Linked DNA regions of Xenopus laevis: region 2 is linked to region 1. A link is a contact called in public Hi-C data. All regions are on one chromosome and are shown on one strand. The core of a region is the stretch at or near the end of the contact, and the rest is flanking DNA. Distances in the headings are between cores, read along the strand shown. Region 1 holds the start of rasal2.S (ras GTPase-activating protein nGAP). Region 2 overlaps rasal2.S (ras GTPase-activating protein nGAP).

Region 1 (2,993 bases), core at 348-2,847:
ACTTTTGGTAAGTTTTCTACATAACGTAGCCCTTTCAACAAGTACAACTTTTTGAATTACTCACGAGCCAAGTGAACTGAAGTTGCACTAGTGTTGGCTAATTTGCATATGGCGAGAAGTTAAAGTTCAATGGACATATATGTTGCAGCAAATACATTACACTACACAAGCCCGGGAAACCTTATAAAATAAATTATAAAATAGAGTTGTTATATTGCCCTACACATGAGCCCAGTGAATAGTTTATGTGCCATATGTTAGGAAATGTAGGGGAGAAGCCGGTTACCCCCCCAAAAAAATTATGCTCTTTTGTAGCCTAGCACCCTGAAAAAGGAAAATGCCAGCGTTTTTTGAGACTTAGAAGTTTTTTTTGAGGAAGTCCTATCTACTCAATTGCCTGGTCTGAGGTGGTGAAGGCAAGGCTGGCGCAAGAGGCAACGTTCAGTCTGCAGCTTAGTGAATTTGCGTAGTTACGTCCATTCGCCAGAGCGCAAATTAGCCTGCCGTTAGGGAGTGAAGTACCGCTAGAGTCTGTCTCCTTCGTTAGCGAAGTTAGCAAAGCGGCGAAGTACCGCTGGCGAATTTTCCCCCGCGTTAGTCGCTTCACCCTTTAGTAAATTTGCCCCATTGACTTGATGTGGGACTGGGTTGAATTGTATATTAGGCCTGTGACTCCACTAGAAGGCTTACCCCACACAGTTAGATGTGATTGACAGGAAAGACACTTCACTGCTCAATAGTTTCACCCACAATACGATCTCCCACACTCCACATGCCAAGAAGTTCTGCAGCAGCTAGCAGTTGGATCATAACACACTATAAACTGCCCATGAGATGTGCAACCCACGTGTGACTAAATATGCTGAGTGGGAGCTGCACAACGCTTTCACTTATAGGAACATCAGCAGAGATAAATGCAGCCCACAACTCCCAGCCACTGCTCCATACCAGCCACTGCTCTGCCCCAGCCAACTGGGTGCCCACCCCCCAAGAATACAATCCCCGGCTCCACTTACCGAATACTCGCACCCATCCCTGCTGCTGGCACACCGACTCCATAAGGATCCTGTCCAGAATTCCCCCCGCTCCCCCGGGAGAGTCCAGATCCTCTGGGAGGGAATATCTGTCCTGGAAGAAGTCATGTCCGGATATTACCGAATCCCCGCTGGGGGATAAATCCATCATGAACATCGCAGGCCCGATCTAATGCTCTGCCCCGAGCTCCCCAGGGAGAGGAATCCGGGGCACGGACTGGTTCTGTAGGAGAGTCCCTAGCATAGAAACCCTACAGCTCTGCTGGGCGCAGGATGACAATACACGAGGTCACTTTACAGACAGCGTAGAGGTAAACGCCTCTCTCTCGCTCTCTATGTAGGGGATAGACGAGGTGGAAGCGACACGGTGCCTTTATATATAACCTCGTCACACGTCACTGAGCCCGTGTTCCGCAGCCCTAAGCGCCAAGTACACGTCGTCAAGGCAACCGGACTGCACGAGGCGGCGCTCGGGTCTCTTGGACCGGCTGCACTAGCCGCTGCTCGAAACTCCTAGCCTCCAGCATCAGCGGCATCCCTGGGAGATAGACACGAGCAATCAATCGCCAAAAACATACACCATGGGAGGAGTTTGTAGCTTAGGGAACCTATGGGAAAACTGGCAAATAGATAGCTAATAGCATCGATCAGGATGCGCAGTTTAGGGGCCCTCTTGTGGCCGGGATAAGTAATGGAATAACTAGTGTGAGGTGCAATAGCGTCTTGTCTGCTGCAACGAGGTGCAATGAGCCTATCACATACAGTGAATTCACAATTAAAGGGGTAGTTAAACTTCAATCTGAATTTAATATGTCATAACGTTTTCTATTCTTAGCAAAAGTCCATCTGCTCTTTATTAATGACGTTCCTTCCTTTTCCTGCTTTCATGCAAGAACTCCTGCTGCTGGAGGATGCACGACATGGGCAGCATTAAGTTTCGTACCCTTATCCAATCCAAATCACCCTTCTCCATTAAACACAATCTGGACACTCATGAATGGATTGTAAAAGGCCATACCCGCTTTTTATTACAAAATAATTTATCATATAATTGCAAATGTCCAATATCTTAATATCACAAACTGTCCAGCGGGATCCCCACCCATAGCGCTGAAGGCTGCTGCAATGGAGATCCCTTTGTAAATGGATATCCGCATTCTGAGGCTATTCCCCTTGTTGTCTTTTTCTTCTTTATAGTGGCCAATATCCCCCAAAACTCTCAGCCTCAGACCTACACATCTTCAGCCATGGGCGTTCTGGCATGAAACCTCATGCCGGACGCGCCCCCCAAAACCTGCAGCATGGCCCTTTCAATCCCTTCTGCTAAATTTATATTAAAGGGATCCTGTCATCGGAAAACATGTTTTTTTCAAAACACCTCAGTTAATAGTGCTGCTCCAGCAGACTTCTGCACTGAAATCCATTTCTCAAAAGAGCAAACCGATTTTTTTATATTCAATTTTGAAATCTGACATGGGGCTAGACATTTTGTCAATTTCCCAGCTGCCCCTGGTCATGTGACTTGTGCCTGCACTTTAGGAGAGAAATGCTTTCTGGCAGGCTGCCATTTTTCCTTCTCAATGTAACTGAATGTGTCTCAGTGGGACATGGGTTTTTACTATTGAGTGCTGTTCTTAGATCTACCAGGCAGCTGTTATCTTTTGTTAGGGAGCTGCTATCTGGTTACCTTCCCATTGTTCTTTTGTTTGGCTGCTGGGGGGGGAAAAGGGAGGGGGGTGATATCACTCTAACTTGCAGTACAGCAGTAAAGAGTGATTGAAGTTTATCAGAGCACAAGTCACATGACTGGGGGCAGCTGGGAAATTGACAATATGTCTAGCCCCATGTCAGATTTCAAAATTGAATCTAAAAAAATCAGTTTGCTCTTTTGAGAAATGGATTTCAGTGCAGAATTCTGCTGGAGCAGCACTATTAGCTGATTCATTTTGAAAAAATTGT
Region 2 (2,863 bases), core at 151-2,650, 70 kb before region 1:
GGTCCCTGTCTTAGCACTAGAAGGCAGCAACTAACAAGGAAGCCCTGGCATACAGAATACTGTAGGTATCCAATTTGGGATACACACACACATTAAATAAGATAAAGCCAGATTTAAACGAAAAAAAAAAACTGGGTCTGTGCTATAGAATATTCCAGAGTTCTCTTATTTCATTCGTGGGGATGTGTAAACATCACTTTGAATGAAGATCCATATACATACATGTGTGTAAGAGAGCGTGCATTTAGAACAGCAAGGTTGTAAGTATTCTGACCTTTTATTAGGGAGAATCTGGCCCTGACCCTTGTATGAAAAATGCTAATAAAACAGAAGGAGAATACTACACATTTAAAAGTATATTTGTTCATTACAAATGTTCAGCGGTTTTAATGTTATATGTAAAACTGATACATGTTTTAGATTATATGTTCAATACTGTCTAGGTTCCATTTCTAGCATCCCAAAACCTGCACTTGAGATTGCAGGACTTGTAATTCAGCAATGCTTGAAATAGCACTATATGGGAAGGAGCACTATACGGATTAATATGAATACAGAAGTATCAGTAGGACCTGCTATCATGAACTCTAGAGCTCTCTGCAAAGAGGAACTAGGAGGAAAGCTTTTATTTATAGTTAACAGAAAGGGGAATTTATTTTTCCTAATAAAAACAATGATGTGACAATATGAATACAGTGAAACCTCGATTTTAAGTACCCTGATTTTAAGTTTTTCCGCATTTTACATTTTTTATTTGTGGTCCCACCAATTTATAATGCATTTCAATGGGTGCATTTCCTTGATTTTAAGTAATGTTTTCCCGGATTTTACATCAAAATTTTGTCCTGATGTACTCAAAAACTGCTTTTTTCCCCTCTATAAATGTTATTTGTGTAACAAAGAGGTTTAAAATACTAACCAGATGTATATTTTGGTTCTGCCTGTGAATAGTCAATTTCAATTAATCTGCCCCTTACACAGTCCTGCACCAATCACTTATTGCTTTAGGTTGTGTATGTGACTGACAGAGAGGCAATGTACATGCCCCCCATAGTGTAACATTAACACTGCAATGTTTAACCCTTTGGTATTAACACAGTAAATATTGTATCTCAAAGTAAAACAGACTCCTGTGCTTTTCCGTTTTCCCAGATTTTACATAATTTTTTCCTGGTCCCCTGAAAAACGTAAAATGGGGGTTCTACTGTATAAGCACTGTATAAGGAACACACCCAGACTGGGAACAAAAAGAAAATTCCACTAGTGGCGGGAGAAAGAGGAATGTATCTATCTATATATACCAGTATCAGATTCTCAATTATGTACAACAGGCCAGAAAGGGGGTCATTTCTGCTCTCTATGAGATCACAGGTCCCATTTAGTCTGTTGTGATGCTAATTTGGTATAAGGACTAGATTGACAGATGGAGACGCCCTCTTACCCACGCTTGGCTTGTTACTTTGCCTGATGGAATAAGGGAGCTCAGGGAAAAACTTTCCCATGGTTATAAATACTCAATGTACTGCTTGTGTTGCAGGGGCATGCCACATGAGTCACAAGCTCAGAAAGAATTTATGAGTTTAAAGCAAACAGTTTTTGTTTTGTGGCTTCAAAAGCAAAATCGCCTAAAATCTCTTTTAAAAGTGGTCTAGCAAAGACTGATATAAGCTGGTCGGTTATTTGAAGATCATCTCTATAAAATGTAAAATAAAAAACAAACATTTTTTAAAATTCTATACCAATCAGCAGTCCCTTTCATGCTTTGTTATGATGTGCTAACAGCCAGTTGTGCTACAAAACAATAGTAATTAGGAAATGTATTTACTAGAGCACAGGGAGAGCAGTATCTGGCAAGCACAGCATGCTAACATTCATTAGACTAGTATGGATGACTTGTAAAAGGCTCATATGGCCGGAAACATTAATGGCATCTGACCTGCTCATCTGGAACAATGGAGCATTTTCAATTAAATATGGCAAGACTCGCAATACAGCCTAGAAATAACCTATGGAATATTAAATATGATTTAATGTAGATCTAATCCATCTCGAAGCACTTAGAACAATGCACGAAACATTTCATTACTTCAGATTGACTGCTTCTTTAATGCACTGAAGGATAATGGTATAATTACAATAAAAAATTGCATCCACAGATTTGGGCCATGCTTTGTCTTTATCCAATATCTCTTTTGTCTGCCTTTAATAGATTTAGACTATAACCAATCACATACGATCTAATAACCTCATAGGCATCTGCTATTCAATAATAAAAATGATTGCCAATTGGTTCTAGACCCTGAAGCAAGATGAGATTTCACAAAAGACAAGTGGGCTGTAACTGAAGCAATAAAATTATTTTTTGTTCTGTGTTTATATATACAGAGACAATTGCACAGATTAATACTATGAACATTAAATTAGTTGTGTTAAGGTATAAATCTGAAACTGCCTAGCTGCTGCTTAACTACAACCCTGGAGCATCTCAACTGGTGGGAGTTAACAATGCAAAGGTAGCAGATATATGCTGTAGAAAAAGTAGCACTGACTACGGTCAGACATCCATATGTAATAAAAGACACTAGGTGATGAAACGCATAGCAACCAATACGATGTTAGGTTATTCTACGAATCTACGAGAAGCAAATTTGTCCCTTTTATTACATAATCATAAAACACAGAGGTGACCCATGGTTGTACAAACGCAACTGAATCACATAATAGTATAAAGAGAGAGAGAGAGCCTTGTACAGAGACCAAAGGGTTTGGGTATGATAACAAGTTGGAGATTTTGCTGCAGTGCTATTGACCTGTACGGTTCCCTAAGAGACCAACCTGTTTAGGCTCCTTGTGTACTGAACAC

Evidence for each region. Hi-C and Micro-C count contacts between places; a contact is called where the count stands out from the background.
Region 2: a contact with region 1 is called in a Hi-C map of the XTC cell line, with 6 times the contacts expected there. The contact joins the enhancer-like site here to the promoter of rasal2.S in region 1. A contact is called at or near these places in 2 of 4 Hi-C or Micro-C datasets (the XL177 cell line and the XTC cell line).

What each region holds. Positions count from the first base shown.
Region 1 is chr4S:79,138,620-79,141,612 of Xenopus_laevis_v10.1, reverse strand. rasal2.S (ras GTPase-activating protein nGAP) reads right to left here and starts at 1,597. Exons shown (of 18, transcript XM_018260953.2): 1 at 1,017-1,597. The coding sequence starts at 1,191.
Region 2 is chr4S:79,208,383-79,211,245 of Xenopus_laevis_v10.1, reverse strand. The region is part of intron 1 of rasal2.S (ras GTPase-activating protein nGAP); the gene reads right to left. Among protein-coding and RNA genes, the nearest start is that of rasal2.S, 70 kb to the right of the region's middle. Within about 2 kb of position 1,400, at least 1 of the 7 cell types and tissues checked has an H3K27ac peak or open chromatin away from gene starts, as enhancers often do.